5 separate regions of the Mus musculus genome follow, and all the other regions are linked to region 5. A link is a contact called in public ChIA-PET, Hi-C and HiChIP or PLAC-seq data. All regions are on one chromosome and are shown on one strand. Each heading gives the region's core, a stretch centred on a gene start, on an enhancer-like site or on the middle of the called end of the contact. The rest is flanking DNA. Distances are from core to core; before and after follow the strand shown.

Region 1 (3,199 bases), core at 386-2,885, 970 kb after region 5:
CTCGGCCACAGTGAATTTAAATCCCGGCTGCCCGGGTTGATGGGGTGCCTGGAGCCCACAAGGACAACATAGGGGAGAGGAGTGGGCACATCAGAAGGGCTCCACGCGGCCCCGTGCCTCCTCTGGGTCCCTGGCCCCCTCCCCGCCGGGAGCCTCCGGCAAGGCCACCACCCCACAGCCCAGAACCTTCCCAGCAAGTTTTTCAACGCTCTCCCGACGGGGCCCGGAAGCGGGCATCCCGACCACCCCCAAAGCCAAAAGGGCTCTGGCGGCCAAGTGCCGAGAGCGCGAGTTGGAAGACTTAGGAGAGGGGCCGGGGCGGAAGCCAGCGTCCCCCTCCAACGCAGGCCGCCCGGGCCACTCGAGCGCAATTACCCTTGGCTCTCTACGGCGCCCCCACCCACCCAGCCCCTTTGTGTGAGCGCACACACGCGCGCGCACCATAAAGGTAGCAACAAGCAAAATGGAGGTGCTAGATAAACTGCCTCGTTTACCCTGCCATGATAGATGCTTAAATAAGCCTAGTTGCAATTACTCACCGGATGTCTGCCTTGCGGATACATGGCAGGGAGGGGTCGCGATTCCGAGAGCTTGGAAGCGCTGAGAGCCCGAGCCGGGGACGTGCGGGGGAGGGGGGAGGCGAGCCCGAGCGGGGGGCGGCCGGGGAACCGAGAGCTCGCCCCCGGCCCCCCCAGCCCGCTCTCGCAGCGAAATCCCAGAGTCGGGCGTGCGCCCCAAGTGCAGACAAAGAGCGGCGGAGCGAGCGGCAAAGTCGTCGGCGGGCTCGCGCTTTGTGCGCCTAGGGCTCGGCCGGCTGCGGCCGGCCGCCTTCCCCCGGCTGCGTGAACAGTGTCAGAAGCCGGGTCTGCGTGGACATCATCGGCTCCCTGGCGGCTCCAGTGCGGAATCCCGAGGCCGGGGGTTTGCGGGAAGGGGGATTCTCCTGTCCCCTCACGGGTCAATCAGGACGATGAGGCTGGAGGGGGGCGCGTCTGGGCAGCCCGGAGCATCCGGGGCGCGCGGGTCAGATCCCAGAGGCGGTCGGGCCCGGAGCTCGCGGCGAGAAGAGAAAGGAAGCAGGCCACCGAGGTGACGGCTTGAGGACCGTGGGTGAGGGCTAGAGCCCAGCGAGGACGCTTCGACGCCCCCCCACCCCCCTCGGAGAGGAGAGCCTGCTGTTCCGTCTGCTCCTGCCGCCGCCGCCAGCCCTTCCCAGGGTCGAGGAGGAACTCCGGGCTCAGTCGGTGCAAATAATGAGCCGTGGCATCCTAACTCCAGCCGGCATAGGAAGCCTCGGCGAAGGGGTCCTCTGCTTTCAAGTGGATCGGCCGCGTCTCTGGCGAGGAGCGGTCTGCGTCCTGCCGCCTAGGAGCGCGCAGGCTGGAGAGCACCGGAGGGGGAGACGTAGCCCGAGCCCGGGAGCTCTGCGGCTTCTTTCCTTCCTCCCAGCCTGGCTCTCCTCTCCGCGCCCCGACAAACCCCCAAAACACACAAGCACACGCACTCAACACACACACGTACACGCACTCAAAAAAAAAAAAAAGTGCCTCGGACCTGCGGATACCACACACAGACAGGCGAAGGGGGCCGAGCACGAGGTCTGAACTGCCGCGAGAGCAGTTCCAAATAGGGACTGAAAAGTAACAAAATAATGTGGCGGCTTCGCCTAGCGTTGGCCAATGGGAGTGCGAGGCTCCCACGTGGGGCCACGGGACTCGGACTGCGACTGGGCGCCGCCAGGCGCGACGTCACAATGCCCTCTTGTGTCTAAAACTATGCATGAAAAGTAGCAATCAGGCCCTACCCGCTGGTGACTTTCGCTTGGGAGTGAAAAACAGCGCTCCTCACATCAGGAATTAACCGAAAGACATATAATAAATAGATATATATTATAGTCCTGGGCTGCTAGGTTTTTTTTCTTCTTTTTTTCCCACGATCTACTAGCAAATAATTATTTGGCGGGAGGGGAGAAGGAGAAAACGAGTAACAACAAAAGGGGGGGAAAAAAGGACAAGCTGTACAATCCTTAAAACCTGTGGCTGGTAGTAATGGATCAGTTGATTCTGCAGAGGCGGCGAACGATTGCCCCCCTCTAATCTCATTAGGGTTGCAAAGCAGCCCAATTAGATACTATAAAACAAACAGAATCACTTTGTCAGTTTAATGTTTTCACTTCAAAAGATTTAGGACCGATAAAATGCTGGCACCCAAAGTTACCTCCGACCTCTAAGACTGTTCTCCAAACTGAGTTTCTCTTTCTTTTATCCGTTTCTGCCCCCTCTCCCACCCTTGGGCGCCCCGCTTTTCTCCTTTGTTCATTCGCCCTTCTTTTCAGAAAGCCAAATAAACAGCGCCTCTGATGCAAGGCGGCTGCCGGCGAGGGGGAAGTCTGAGAACTCTGGCTTGGCGGGCCGCGCAGATGGAAGGGCCTGGCAGTCTGCGGACAACAGGCTCAGTAGTGCGGCTAGCCCCATTTGGGGCTCTTGCCCTTTGGGGACAGCTACGTCCTGGCCGCAGCCTTGCCAAGGCGGGTTCCTCAGCAGTGCTCCGGGCCCGAGATGGTGAAGAAGGGAAAGCACGGAGTTGGGGCCCTCCTGGCTACGACCCAGAGTTCCGACCCCGTTTCTTGGCCTGATGGCCTGCCTGGGCACATGCATCGGCAGCCACCCGTGGAAGAGCGACTGCGAGCCTGGAGCGTCCCTGGTCACCAGCATAGACACCCAAGGAGGCGTAGATATTCGACTCTGGGGCCCATCTGCTCGCAGACAAGGGTCACGTCAGGGCACACTGCCCACCCTAGGTCCGCCGGCCTCGGAGAACCAACGCCGAGTGGGCCGCCCAGGTGTCCTCGGGTCCCTCCCGGCTTTCCCACCAAGCTTGCACGCAAGCACACGCTCCTGGCCCGTTGCGGGCGCGCGCGAGCCGGCCGCGCGCCCCCGGAATCTATATTTTCCCCTCATTAGGAGCCTGAGTTTCGCGTTTGCATCTTAATGAGTAGCTGGGAGCGCGCGGGGACCTCCACGTGAGCGGCCGCCCCGAGATGGAGCCTCTCAGCGCCCGCTCCGGCCTCGACCACGCTCCCCTCTTCATTTATTTATTCTCCTAAATAAAAACATAAATCGTGTACGATGCGCACCGAAAAGGGGGAGGGGGCAGGGAGAAGCCTAGCTCGACAGATGCGAGCATCTGGCCAAAGCAT
Region 2 (3,540 bases), core at 602-3,101, 780 kb before region 5:
CACCTTGATGGAGCTCCTGACACTTTTTAAAAAATAGATTAAATTTTTTGTTTGTTTTTGTGTTTTTCAGGACAAGATTTCTCTGTGTAGCTTTGGCTGTCCTGGAACTCACTCTGTAGATCAGGTTGGCCTTGAACTCAGAGATCTGCCTGCCTCTGGGAATAAAGGCGCGCACTACCACCGCCTGGCTTATTTGTAATTTTTAATTATGGGGTGGGGTATGCATGTATAAGTGAGATGCCCTAGGAGGCCATAAGAGAGCATTAGATCCCCCTGAAACTGGAGTTACAGGCAGTTGTGAGCTGTGTTGTATGGATGCTGAGAACAGAACTCAGGTCTTCTGCAAAAGCAGTTTGTTCTCTTAACCGCTAAGCCATCTGTCCAGCCGACCCCCCACATTTATATTTTTTTGTGTGTGTGTGACAGTTTCATGTGTCATGGGCTGACCTCTACCTCACTGTGTAGCTGAAGATGACCTGATCCTCCTTCCATCTCTGAGTCCAGGTGTGCAGCACTACTTGGGGTTTTATGCATTGCGAGATATCAAACCCAGGGCTTTGATAATGGACAGAGCTACACACCCAAACTCCCTTCTGGGACTTCCAGAGACAACAGTTCTACTTGGAGTCCTTGTTAGGAGATCATGAAAGCTCACCTCTCCTCACTGGCAGGATCATAGGCCAGAAGTTGGGTAGAGCAGGGTGGCCTGGGCTTGAAAGCACATCTCTTAAGAGGGTCTTCAGAGATGAAGGGGAAAGCTGTGTCACTGGTCACAGGGCCGTGCCATAACCAGGCATGTTGTGGGAAAACAGTAGGGAAGATTATTAAAGATGTAACAGCTGAATGACTGAGGGAGGGCATCCGAGGGGACGTCCCTCTCTGAACAATCTTTTATGTCTCCACCTTCAGCAATCTAGCTATGCCTCGTGCAGCCCCAGCCCTAGACTCAGCATGTCAGTCTGGCTCCTGCCTTGACTTCCGTTGTCTGGACCTAGGAATCCCCCTTCTGCCTAATAGTAGGGGCCACCCAGTATCCCTTTCTTCTTCTCCTTTAACATTTTTTAAAAAGTAGGTGTGTGTGTGTGTGTGTGTGTGTGTGTGTGTGTGTGTGTGTGTGAGTGTGCACCCGCGGACGGGCGGGCACATAGTACCCATCTCTTGGGGCTGGAGTGGTGAGCTGGATTCTGGGAATTGAACTCCAGTTCATCTGGAAGAGCAGTAAGTGCTCTTAACCCCTGAGCCATCTTCCCAGCGCCTCCTCCTTCCTCTCACAAATGACAATATCGTGTTGCTGTTTACAGTGCTGGCAAATGCAGCCTGAGCTGACAACATTCTCACTGCTAAATTTGGGTTCCGGGAGAAAGCTAGGAATCGACCACACGATATGCATGTTCCGAGAAAAGGCCATCTCCTCACTTCCTTCCTTCCTTCCTATGGTGCTCTCTGGTGACCTCTTTACCCGCCTATCTATCTAATACTCCCGCCCTCTTCCCTTTTGTTTTAAACATTCCTCATTAACAACTGTTCTTATTGCAATAGCCTGAGTCAAATCTCAAGCCTGGGACGCTTATTCCTTATAGTTTCTAGAGGTCCTTATAGATGTCAGTTGAATGGGGAATTTGCCTGGAGTCCCAGGTTCCAGTCCTGACTTACTTGTGTCTGGCTTCCCTTTCTAGCAAGTTCCAGTTCTGGTCTGAGAGAGTGACGAGGGGAGGTGGGGCCCAGGGAACAGCTGTACCTTTCTCACGCTGCCACTAGAGGGCGACAGCTCCGCGCAGGAGGCCACTCACTGTTGTGGCTGGCATTGGTCTCCTGCAAGCGAGCTCGCCCTGGGTGCGACGCCTTCCAGGAGCCTCCAGCTGCTCTGCACACCGCCAGCCCTGCTCTCCAGAGACCCATGAGTGGGTGGGAACAGCCTTCGGAGGCCAGCCTCCTGTCTCTGCTGCTAGCGCCGGTCGTGACAACTCCCCTTCTCTGGCCTCGCCTATCTAGGTGGAACAGACTTCGAAGGGTCCCGATTCAAGGGGAAATGGGGGTAGGGGGAGCGCAGGAGCTTCGGAACCACTAGCGTCGTATAAGTGGACCAGCCGGCAGAAAGATGGGGACCAGGGAACATGAAGGAAAGATGCTAGCCTTTGCCGGCCTGAACGGTGTGTCAGAACTGAAACTGGGGTTTTCGCGGCCCAACTCCCAGCTCTTGGGCTGGAACCGTCTGGATTGGAGGTTTCCTACTATGGAGTGGGGAGGACAACAAAACAAACAACCAGCCACTGCAAGAGAAAGGGACCCCTCTGGACAAGCAGCCCCACACCAAGTGTGCTTTCTTAAAGAACTACAGCTGGGGAGTTTATTTACTTGTGAGGAGGGTGGCATTTGCTTGAAAGTGCCTCTGTCCCCAGACACATTTTAAAAACTTAAAGCAGAGAGCTCGACTTCAGAGCCAGCTCTGGCAATTGGATTAACCTTTCGGGGAAAGGTTTCATTTTCTGTGTGTGGTTCAAATTCTTCAACACTAACATCTGTAATACCAGAAAGCAATCATTCACTTCAGCTGGCAAAAACGATACAAAAAAATGCAAAACAAATAACAAAACAGGAAAGGAACAAATGAAAATCTAAAAACCACACTCACAAATAAAACCTCAAATAACAGAAACTTAAAGCCAAACAAAAGCCAAGTACGGTGGCACATGCCTATAATCCCAACACTCTGGAGGCAGAGGCAGGTGGATCTCTGAGATTGAGGCCAGCCAGGGCTATACAGAGAAACAACAAACAAACAAACAAACAAACAGACAAAAAGACAGAAAACTAACAAAAATCTCCCCAAACCCAAATGAAACAAACAAACAAAAAAAAAAAAACCCACCTTCTTCAAGAATTGGGAACCAGGACCTGGAGAGGTGGCTCTGTAGTTAAGAGAACTGGCTGCTCTTGCAGAAGACCTGAATTAGATTCCCAGCATCCACCGGGCAACTCGCAACTCGAAATTTAAGCTCCAGGGGTTCCTATATCCTTTTCTGGCCTCACCAAGCAACTGCATGCACGTGATTCAAGGGCACAACACTCATCCACTCACATTTAAAAAAAAATGTTTTTAAGAAAGAATTGGAAGCTGGGCAGTGGTAGCACACACCTTTAATCCCAGCACTTGGCAGGTGGATCTCTGTGAGTTTGAAGCCAGCCTGGTCTACAGAATGAGTTCCAGGACAGCCAAGACTACACAGAGAATCTGTCTCAACCTTACCCCCACCCCACCCCCCCCCAAAAAAAAGACAAAGAAAAGAAAGAATAAAAACTACAGAAAATGTTCCTGGATGCCTCCTCAGAGACGTTGGTGCTGTTCTTTCTCTACAAAATGAGGATAATGGTATGAACAGGACAGGAATGTCCTGAGGACTCAGTGAACGTATGTATGCAATAGCAGACATTCCAGAAGTGTTAGCTAATTTTATATGGCAAGAACCCAGCCCCAAACTGTACAGATTGGCCACTTATGCAACTTTCCAGTCAACCGTTCTTCCAAAATGGTATTTTTAC
Region 3 (3,180 bases), core at 301-2,800, 520 kb before region 5:
AACTCTAAACACTCATGGCCACCTTCTTGGTGTTAGACACTGGGATACAAAGAGAATTCGCCTTCTTCCTTTCTAGTTGTTTCAAAAGCCATGGGAGCGAGGGGGCAGTGAGTCCGTTGTCCAGACAGAGTAGGGGGACTGGTGAGGCTGACAGGTGGCCTCTAGCTTAGGTCCCCCCTTCAAAGACTTTACTTTCCATTGTGTGCACATGCACGCATACAGGTGCCCCAGGAGGCCAAAGGTTTCCTTTGCCCTGGGAGATGGAGTTACAGGTGATGGTGATCAGTTCTTGTATATGTACTGGGAACCAAACTTAGGTCTTCTGCAAGAGCAGTACAAATTCTCCCATAGTGGATTGTCCGCCAGCCCCTGGCCCCTAACTGTGGGCTAGGCTCTGTGTAGCAGAGTCTCCTCACTGTCCCCTCTGTTCTGGGCCTTAGTTTGGGGATAGGGAGTTGAGGAATCTAAGAGTAGGACCAATAGGCACACATCGCTGTCACTCCCTGCTCTAGACTGTACTCTAGTCATTTACATCTCTGGGATAGATCCTTGCTGGGGTAACCAGAAGCCACCCCTGTGGCCTGCTGGACAGTGTCCTGCACCAGAGCTCCGTGTCCCTGTGTACCTGCAGTTCTAGCTCACCGACAAGGTGTCATGTCAGCGGCAATGAGAAGGGGGTTACCAAGGCTGTTTCCCTCCTATGTTGGGGCAGGTGTAGGGGCTCAGCCTCAGGGAAAAGAGAGTTATCCCGTAAAGGGCCTGTGCTGCACTCTGGCCTCTCTGCCAGAAACTCAGCCACCAGATCCCTGGCCAGGTGTTTGCCAGGTCCTGTGTAACTTAATTCTGCCTTTCTGCTCTTGGGGAAACAGAACTCTGCTCTGTGGGAAGCCCAAGAACAAGGTGCCCACACTGAACTAGGCAGGAGGTGCCAGCTGAGCCCCTCATTTTACAGTCTAAGGTCCATAAAGAAATATCCTGCCCCAGCGTGTAACCCTGAGTTCTGTTGCCTGTCTACACTGACTACAAAGCCCCATCCCCCATCTCTGGTTCAATTACTATGTTAGTGACCTTTCTCCATGACCAGCCTCCCACCCAGACCCGTTTCCAGGCTCTCTGGAGCACTAAGCAAGCTCACTTTTATGACCCAGCTTGAAAGTCACACTGACATATAACAAGCCCTGGAAGTCAGTTAGTCGGTCTTCAGGGCCACCCCCAAACAGATAACCAGCTGCCCCACAGCACCTGGCCCCAAGCCTGTGGGTGGGCCAGCTGTCCACCCCTCGGGGCCTTCCTTCCTACCAACAAAACCCAGCAAAGCAAATTGCCTAATGAGACACACATTTTGTGGCGAATTACTAATTAAAGAACAAACCCAACCTACCATTAATTTGGTCCTGGGAAAGGAACTTGGCCTGTAGCAGAGAAAGAACAGTCAAGAGGGGGCTTCAGCGGGGGCCCTTCCCACCTCCTTCCGGCACAGCCCCTCACTCACCATCCTCAGGCTCCCCTTACTCCTGGAACTGAGTTTGGTTCTCTTTACTCCAGCTTGGAGTCGAAAGTCCAGCATGCTGGGCGGAGGCCTGGTAATAAATCCTCCGCTGCCACGGAGACCGGGCTCTATGCCATGAGAGTCAAATTCCGGCTGAGTAGTGGATGCCCCCACCGTCCTGAGAAGGGTGATTGTGAGGAAACCATTTACAGACTCTCCTGGAGGCCCCTGCCCCCGGAGGCTGGGGCTCTGCAGCAACTGGACAATTTGGGTGTTCCTTCTTGGAAGCCTAACTTCTGAAAGGGGGCTCCGGGTGGGGCTGACTCTGTCCTGGTCTGAGTCTGTCTTAGGAAGCTTTGCTCTCTCCCGAGGCTAAGCTGGGCTCCTTGCTGGAGCCAGATAGCACGCGCGCACACGCACGCGCGCGCACACACACACACACACACACACACACACACACACACACACACACACGGTCTCTCCAGAAGAAGCTATCCAAGGGAGCAGTGCTCAGAGACGCTTCAAACACAGCCTTGCAGATGCACTATGTCTGGGGACACGCTGAGGACCGTCCGTCTCTTGTATGCCTCAGTTTCCTCACCAGCTACGTTATGGGCTGCTAGGATAATCCAAAGGCCAATACACAGCCAATTCTACTTCCTAGGGGCTGGGGATGGTGTTGGGTGCTGGGGCTGAGTCTTAAGCTAGCCGCTCAGGGAACTTGGAGTTTGACCTGACCAGGCAGGAAGTTCCTCTCCCTTCCTCGTCTCGCCCTTTCCCGTATTATAATAAGCTGCTGACTCTGAATTTCTCAGCCCTCTATTCCTCTCCCCGTCCCCTGAGACAGGAAAAAGGGTGCCTCCTAGAACTGGTACTGGGCCCTGGGCATGACTAGGTTCTCAGGTTGGTCTGAAAGTCTCCTTTCCCTCATCCACACTCCTTGACTGGTTTGCCTACAAAGTGCTAAATCCAGCCTGGTCCAACTGTCAGTCACTGTGTGTGGTCACATAGCCTGTGTACTACACAGGGAGCAAGGGAGCAAATGAGAGCTACCAAAGGCTGCAGGTGCCAGAGGAAGAGAGTTAAGGTCTCCTGCTAACCCATCTGAGGGCACACAAACTCATGGCCTCCCTCTGGTCCTGACACCTCCATGTGGAATGGTTTTGTTTTTTCTCCTGAGCCATCTACCTCTTCTTACCTGCTTTAGATGTGAGAATCTTGAGGTTCTGACCCACTTTGTGGGGGGTAGGTATGATTTGGAGGGTAGGTATGGTTGGGGAGGCAAGATATGGTGGGGCCTAGGTATGGAGGGGTAGGTATAGTTGGGGGCCTAGGTTTGGTGGGGGGTGGGTATGGTGGGAGTGGGGAAGGCTGGGGGGACACAGTTTAGTTGTCATGGAAGAGCAAGGGAGGTAGGCAGTACTTTTTGACAGGTGGGTACAGAACTGAGGCCCCCAAATACCCTACCTCTGTGATGGGCTCAGAGGCGGGTGAGGCATCTTCTTGGGTTTTAGTAACTGAGTACTGGGGTCAGCCATGTGCCCCTAAGGGCATCCTGACACCTGTCAACTCTCCCTTCTTTTGTTGTTTGGTTTTGTTTCCATTGGTGTGTGGGTGTGTGTGGGTGTGCGTACGCGCATGCATGACCGTCCTAAATCATTTACTAGTATAGATTTTATGAACATTCTTTA
Region 4 (3,306 bases), core at 577-3,076, 660 kb after region 5:
TATCTCCCTGCAGCCATGATCAGTCACGTGCAAGGTTCCCTTTTATTTTCTTCTCAGCCTTCACCTTCCCAGATCCCTGATCACATCTCAGGGATCCTCTTTCTTTCTGGAATCTTCCTGAGTCTCCCTGGAAGAACTGATGGGTCTGTCAGCACTGTCTTGGGGTCTGAGACCGTCCACGTTTAAATTTAAGTGTAGACATGTCTGCCTTCATGAGGCCCTGAGCTTACAGTGGCAGTAGCAAACAGGATGTGCCATCTCCTCCCGGGTCGGCACAGGTGCCTGGTACACAGGCCACAGCCTGTGCTTCTTGAATAGGACTGAAGCCTGGGAAGTGCCCAGCCACATTCAGTGTCATCCCATGGCTAGAGGGGCTCTGAGATCTCACTTAAGGCACGCCCCTCATTTCCTGTAGAAGAGCTGGGGCCCAGTGAGAGGAAGTTACTTCCCTGCTACAAGGGAGCCTTTCTGGGGTGGTGTGGGTCTCCCCCCCAACCAGGACTCTGTCGTTCATTTCCATCTCCAGCACTCAGCAGAACTCTGGGAGGCCAACCTTTCAAGGGCCAGCAGCACACACTCCTCAGTGCTCCTTCTTAGGCCACTCTGAGTTCCTAATATGGCATCAGTCATCCCAAGAGGAGCTCTAGGAGGCACCAGAAACTCTGGGCATTGCTACTGTGGTACCTGCAGGTGATCCTGGCTCTGCTGCTGCTGCTGGAGCAGAGGAGGCTGGCTGTGTGCTGCTTGCTTTCCTCCAGCTTGCTGTATTTTGTGTGTGTGTGTGTGTGTGTGTGTGTGTGTGTGAGGGGTGTACCTATTGTTTTCTTATGTCTGGGGAAGACCAGGAAGGACAGTTGTTTCTCTTTTACACATACACACACACACACACACACACACACACACACACACACACACAGAGAGAGAGAGACAGAGAGACAGAGAGACAGAGAGACAGAGAGACAGAGAGAGACAGAGACAGACAGAGACAGACAGAGACAGAGACAGAGAGACAGAGAAGAGAGATGGGGTGGGGTGGGGGACAGGGAGGAGTGGGGGTTAGAGGAAGAATTGGGGATGGGGTGGAGAGGTGGGGCATATTTCTGAGTCAGTTGCAGATCTGGACCCCTTGAGACAGCAAAATAATCAAAAGAGTTTCTGGGCATTCCCCGAGTCTCCAGCCTTCATCTCTGCAGCCGTTGGCTGAGCCCTAATATATGCCAAGCACTCAAACCTTTTAAACCTTGTGGCCCTATGCTGAAAGAGGAGTTGTTGTTATTCTCAGGAAACGAAGGCCTGGGCTTGAAACATCCACAAAATACCAAGGCCTCCAGTTTACAGGTGGAGGAGCCTCAACTCAGATCTGGCTACCACGGTAGACATCTGTGCTCCAGTTCCTGAGGAAGAGGAGCCCTTCTCGCTGAGTGTGAGCTGAATGTGGTCTCACCTGCTTCACACCTTATCTGAAGTTGCACAATGCTATTTGTCCCCAGCCATGTCAGTAGCTTTCCTGAAAGTGCCCAACCCCAACCTACTCTCCTCCCCCCCCGCCCCCCCCGCCCCCCCCCACCCCCACCCCCACCCCCACCCCACCCCCACCCCCGTCTCCTTCCAAGACTTCTGGGGATGCATTGTACCAGTGACTCTCCACCAAGGTCCTGGGAGGCTGTGTGGCAAGCTGATGTTCCCCGGCTGATTCTGGTTTTGTTTTTGTTTTTAGGTTTTTTTTTTTTTTTCTGGCCTGCTTCCTGCCACAAACTCTCTCTCCCTAGAAACCATCAAGTTGAGGCCCCTCCCTCACCCTAGAAGTAGCTCAGATGTGGAGAGCGTACTTCCTCATCTCAGGCTGTGGGGTTGCCTCCCTGTCTCTGTCTCTAGGGCACAGAATGCACACTGGACCCAGAACGTGGAAACATAGGGCTTCTCTTCCATTCACGACTGCTGTGGCGTTGTTGCCCTTACTGGCTGAGTCCTTGCTCCGGGGTGTCCCTGGGGACAGACACAAAGCCAAATGTGGAAAAGGAGTAAGCTCTTCCTCTGTCTAGCCTCCCCACTTTAGAGATGAGATCAGAAGGAGAGAAAGAATTGACCCAGTCTATAAGCCTGCATAGACATTACAGACACAGCTGAGACTGGGTAACGCCGCAGGGGCTGCAGTTGTCTGCAGACGAGAGACTGACAACCTGGGATCCTTGCACAGCAGGCAGGCGTGGGCCAGTTCACTGGAGCAACATCATAAGCTCCCCAAGGGGATGGGGAATCCGATGGAAAGGAGCTTAGTAGCTTCAGCACCTAAAACTAAGAACTGTGGTCTCTAAGGCTCCTTGCATCTGGGATAATGGGGAATGCCTGCCAGCGGTAGAGAGAGCCTTCTGCACAAAGAGGGCTACTGGCCGTCAACCAGTATGCCCTCTGAAGTGAAGGGCTGGACCCCTTCAAAAGTCACCTCTATTATGTTATCATTGAAGTTAGTGTATGTGGACGCACATTCTGTAGTGTGTGTGTGTGTGTGTGTGTGTGTGTGTGTGTGTGTGTAGGCAGAGACAATGTTGTGGAGTTGGTTTTCTCCTGCTACCTTTACATGAGTTCCAGGGGTGGGCGTTTGGTCATCAGGCCATGTCAGGGTAAACTCCATTCACTAGCTGAGTCACTGCCTCAGCCCGGGTCTGAGCCTCTTAATATACCCTGTGGGTTCAGTGTCTGAGTCCATGAGGGGTCCCTACATAGAGAGAATCTCAGGCCTAGGAGATGGGTATAGAACATTGCAGAAGCTCAGCAGGAATTGGTGCCAGAGCCATCTTGGTTTGGTTCAAGGACTGTGGCCTATACACCTCTGTGTCCTTGGGATCTTGGAGAATGGAGTCCAGTGGTCCTGTCTCGTGAGGTGAACAGATCTGTCATTTCATTCTGGCCTCTCCTCTACTTGGCTGTGTCCATGGGTGTGTGACCTGTCACCTGAGTGGGGTTTTGCACTCCCATCCTGGCAGCAGCAACTCCGCCCCTGTGAGGTCTTATGCAGATACGTGACGCTCTTGACCTGAAGCTGAGGGCGGAAGTGGTTTGAATCCCACATCTTGATTTACTGGGTGGGGTAGTCACCCTTCACCGTTGCTTTTTCAGTCCAGACTGGATGTGGTTTTCTTGCTCTCTCTCTCTCTCTCTCTCTCTCTCTCTCTCTCTCTCTCTCTCTCTCTCTGTGTGTGTGTGTGTGTGTGTGTGTGTGTGTAAGAGAGATACAGAATGTCTTAGTTACCCTTCTTTCTTTGTCCCTCAAAGTCTGCCCTCTTTGAGGCACTAAGGACTCCCCAA
Region 5 (3,268 bases), core at 236-2,735:
GCCATACTCCCGCCGCTGCCCAATCCATAACGGCTACGGCCAGACGAACTGCCCATCCCAGAGCTGCGTGCCTGCCGTGCCCGCAAGAATGTAGACTGGGTCGGTCCCCACAGCGGCACTAGCTCTGGGCAGCTCGGGTTCTGATAAAGTTTCTCGTGCCCATTTATTAACCAAGCGCCGAATGGCTGCCAGGGAGCCCACCCCAGGAGAAGCAAGGACCGGGAAGGTGGGGTGTCTGCTGCCGATGAGGCGTCAGGGTGCCAAGGCTGGCATCTGGGGAGGGAGCCGGGGGCCAGAACGGGACGCAGCCTCCGGGCAACTTACATTAGCGACGCTCGTGGTTGGGGAGGCGCGAGGATTATCTGAGCATTTGCACACTTCACAATCCCTCCCCCTTAACCTAAGGTACCCCCCCTCCCTTTCCGCGAGGAAGAAGGGAGAAAAGACAGCATCTGGCCCAAAGGTGGGGTGGAAAGAGTGAGAGAGAAAGGAGAAGGAAGGCAGACAGAGAAAGGGAGGGAGGGAGAGAAAGGGCGCGTTCACGAACACGACAAAGTTACAAATATGGCTCCCCACCTCTCGCCTCATCCCCGCAGAGAAACGAAGACGCGCTTTAAACTCGAGCCATCTCCCAACTCCGCAGCAGTCGGGTCCCCACGCGCTCTCCCCGGGGTCCTCGGGCTACATTGATCAGAAACTATACCGGACTCGCGAAGCCCAAAACTTATTGTGTGCGAGCGAGCGAAAGAGACTGCAAAGGGAGGGGGCAGGCGCGGGAGGGGGCGGAAAGGGGGTTACGCTTCTAAAATATAACAACCCCTTTTTGTTGTTTAATCCAGGAGGCAGCCCATCTTCTCCTCCCCTCGATCATCTTTTCCATCCAGATGCAAGTCGTGGGAGCTGAGAGCTCGGACGAGGGTGAAATTGCCGCCTTCCCTCCGACCCGAACGCGTGCGCCCCGCCGGCCCCCCGCTGGGTGCACACTCGCACGCACACCCTCGCACCCATACCCGCACACGCGGGAGCACACGCACAGGTAGTCAGTCACACACCAAGGGCAGCAGCGACGGCGGACGAAACATGCTCCGGTGGCATTGCAACCCCCCCCACCCCCGCCATCCAACCTTGCAATTCATTTGCAGTCAGACCCCAAACCCCACACCTTCCCCGGAGCCCCCCTCCATAAAAAAGTGCCTTCCCCCCAAAACACACACGCACACATAACACAAAGTAGGAGAATGGACCGACAGAGATATTTTTGGCAAATGCTCACATCAGAGGGCGTCCTGTTCCGCAGCTCTAAATAAATCCGTTTGTCCATCTCCATCTCTCGCGCTCTCTCTTTCTGCAGAGGATCCTGCGCCAGCGGAATTCAATCAATAAACCCCGAACCCACGGCCGCGCGTTTTAGGACTTTGAAGGCTCAACCAGCTCCGCTCGGTTCTCGAGCCCCCAGCACCCGCGGCGCACACTAACCTGATCGCCGTAGAGGCGGGACCTGCGGCTCCTTGCGTGGAGCGGCGGCAACAAGAGCCAATCAAATGGCGAGGCTTCGGACGCCAGCCAATAGTGGTGGTGGCGGCGGGGGGCAGGGTCCAATGGGCATCCTGCGCAGCGGGCCAGGGAGGCTCAGCCATTTGGCTGTGGTGCCGGAGACGGACCCCTTTAGATACCGGGGCCGCCGAAGAGGAGCGCGGCTGCACCTTGGTGGTTGCGCGCTGGGGGCGGGAGGGAAGGCAGGGCAGGTGCGTGGACCTGAAGGTTCGTGGCCGGGGGCGGGGCCGCAGGTGCGTGGACACGGGAGGGGCGGGGTCCTTGCGGGGGCATCCTCTGGGTGCTGGGCGGGCGGACGAGGCCTGGGGCGCGCGGGCACAAGGCAGGCCCAAGGAGGGCGCGCATTTTTGGAGCGCACGAAGGACAAATCCCACCACACACACACACACCCCGGGATGCCCACTTGGCACAACCCCTCCGACCGGTCTGCTCCCATCTCCGCAATTAAATAATCAAGTCTTAAGTGCATGACGCTCCCACATCCAAAGGAGCGAGGGCGCGATCTCGACCCCAGAGGCTTGGCAATCTGATGCCCTGTCTTAAAAGAAGCAATTCCCCGAGAGTCATCGGGGGGATCTTGTATAGGGCAATTAATGAATGGAAAGGCCGCAGATGGAGAACTGTATAAAATATTAAAAAGTGGAAAAGGAAGGTGCTGGGAACTGCCGATTCTCAGAGCCGAACATAATTGACGGGCTTTATAGGATTTTTTGAGAGAGAGCGTTGCACGTTTCATTCTAATCGTTTGGTTGGATCTGCATTGCCAAAGAGTCGCTAACTGGGGGCACTTACGCCAGGTCTTACAGTTGCTTTGGGTTTTGTTTTTGTTCGACCACGTTACGTTTTTTAAGAAACCTTTACAGCCCTGGTTCCCATTGGGTTACCAGCTTCCTATGGGCAGCCCTCGGACCTCATGGTACTATGTGGATGTCCGGCTGTGAACAAATTACGGGATACATGTTTAATTTTATTCACACAACTTTATCATAGTGTCTTTTCCTATGTGTCTTCATCTACACGCTTCTGCAAACACCCCCAAAGTAATTCTTTTTTTGAGACATTAGAACTAAGTATTTTATTTAGTTAGTTCTTTTAGATCAAACAAATGGATTTGAAAGCTGATAAATGTTTATTCTAAGTAGCTGGAAGTACAAAATAAAACCATTTCGTCTGGGTAAATATGTAATTTCTTTACGTTGTTCATTTGACATTTCTTATCCTTAGATTTTTGTTAATTTTTACAAAGGCTGTATATCTGGAATGTTTCAATTGTATTGTTTCCTTTTAAAAACACAAAGAACTCCAAATTATCTCTTTGCCAATGTATCAGCTCATGTTTCTGGATAAGGTTTTTAAAGCAATAATAGTTTTTCATTACAAATATTTTAAGAAGGTGTAGTGTACAAAATCTGTTATAGCAGAAGTCTTGAAGTTCTTGTTCTTTTGGATGGTAAATGCTCGCTTGCTTCTTAAACACTGAAGTTGAGGACCTGCTATCAGCAGTGTTGTGAGAGAGTCCTTTCCAAGGAATAACTCTCAAAACACATCGGAGCAAGGAGGTGTCCATTCTACCTCCTCTGCTAAGAAGCCAAGAGCTCAAGTGACAGGGACAGAAGAAAACAGAATTGTGAAGAGGTGGAAGTTTCATATGAAGAGAAACCAAAGTGTTAGAGACTAATTAGAATAGAAAACTGAAAGTGTTAGACATCACTTC

What was found. A called contact is a pair of places that touch in the nucleus more often than the background predicts. ChIA-PET counts read pairs in DNA pulled down with a chosen protein or histone mark. HiChIP or PLAC-seq counts read pairs in DNA pulled down with a chosen protein or histone mark.
Region 1: a contact with region 5 is called in a Hi-C map of regulatory T cells, with 7 times the contacts expected there. The contact joins the promoter of Tle3 here to the promoter of Anp32a in region 5. A contact is called at or near these places in 3 of 39 promoter capture datasets (erythroid cells, liver and pre-B cells), 11 of 484 Hi-C or Micro-C datasets (B cells, CD4 T cells, CD8 T cells and 5 more) and 2 of 115 datasets of contacts at active chromatin or transcription factors (embryonic stem cells and regulatory T cell precursor).
Region 2: an H3K4me3 HiChIP or PLAC-seq map of bone marrow-derived macrophages shows a contact between it and region 5, with 3 times the contacts expected there. The contact joins the enhancer-like site here to the promoter of Anp32a in region 5. A contact is called at or near these places in 1 of 39 promoter capture datasets (embryonic stem cells), 5 of 484 Hi-C or Micro-C datasets (CD8 T cells, embryonic stem cells, regulatory T cells and 1 more), 10 of 115 datasets of contacts at active chromatin or transcription factors (the NIH/3T3 cell line, astrocytes, bone marrow-derived macrophages and 6 more) and 1 of 9 other capture datasets (adipose tissue).
Region 3: a contact with region 5 is called in an H3K4me3 HiChIP or PLAC-seq map of bone marrow-derived macrophages, with 5 times the contacts expected there. The contact joins the promoter of Calml4 here to the promoter of Anp32a in region 5. A contact is called at or near these places in 1 of 39 promoter capture datasets (erythroid cells), 1 of 484 Hi-C or Micro-C datasets (embryonic stem cells) and 6 of 115 datasets of contacts at active chromatin or transcription factors (the NIH/3T3 cell line, bone marrow-derived dendritic cells, bone marrow-derived macrophages and 3 more).
Region 4: an RNA polymerase II ChIA-PET map of memory CD8 T cells shows a contact between it and region 5, with 21 read pairs. The contact joins the enhancer-like site here to the promoter of Anp32a in region 5. A contact is called at or near these places in 1 of 39 promoter capture datasets (neutrophils), 1 of 484 Hi-C or Micro-C datasets (CD4 T cells), 1 of 115 datasets of contacts at active chromatin or transcription factors (memory CD8 T cells) and 1 of 9 other capture datasets (adipose tissue).

The regions. Positions count from the first base shown.
Region 1 is chr9:61,370,802-61,374,000 of GRCm38.p6, reverse strand. It overlaps Tle3 (transducin-like enhancer of split 3), which reads right to left and starts at 1,635. Exons shown (of 20, transcript NM_009389.2): 1 at 540-1,635; 2 at 1-48. The coding sequence starts at 563.
Region 2 is chr9:63,122,547-63,126,086 of GRCm38.p6, reverse strand. No RefSeq gene overlaps it. Among named protein-coding and RNA genes, the nearest start is that of Gm25064, 9.0 kb to the left of the region's middle. Within about 2 kb of position 1,851, at least 216 of the 459 cell types and tissues checked have an H3K27ac peak or open chromatin away from gene starts, as enhancers often do. A contact at or near this core is called in CD8 T cells, the NIH/3T3 cell line, adipose tissue and 7 more, where this site is marked.
Region 3 is chr9:62,856,474-62,859,653 of GRCm38.p6, reverse strand. It overlaps Calml4 (calmodulin-like 4), which reads right to left and starts at 1,550. Exons shown (of 5, transcript NM_138304.2): 1 at 1,493-1,550; 2 at 1,382-1,412. The coding sequence starts at 1,495. It also overlaps the pseudogene Gm10653.
Region 4 is chr9:61,679,646-61,682,951 of GRCm38.p6, reverse strand. No RefSeq gene overlaps it. Among named protein-coding and RNA genes, the nearest start is that of Gm34770, 20 kb to the right of the region's middle. Within about 2 kb of position 1,826, at least 110 of the 459 cell types and tissues checked have an H3K27ac peak or open chromatin away from gene starts, as enhancers often do. A contact at or near this core is called in adipose tissue and memory CD8 T cells, where this site is marked.
Region 5 is chr9:62,339,560-62,342,827 of GRCm38.p6, reverse strand. Anp32a (acidic (leucine-rich) nuclear phosphoprotein 32 family, member A) reads right to left here and starts at 1,485. Exons shown (of 7, transcript NM_009672.3): 1 at 1,274-1,485. The coding sequence starts at 1,327. Gm20346 (predicted gene, 20346) reads left to right here. Exons shown (of 2, transcript NM_001378702.1): 2 at 840-1,326. The coding sequence ends at 904.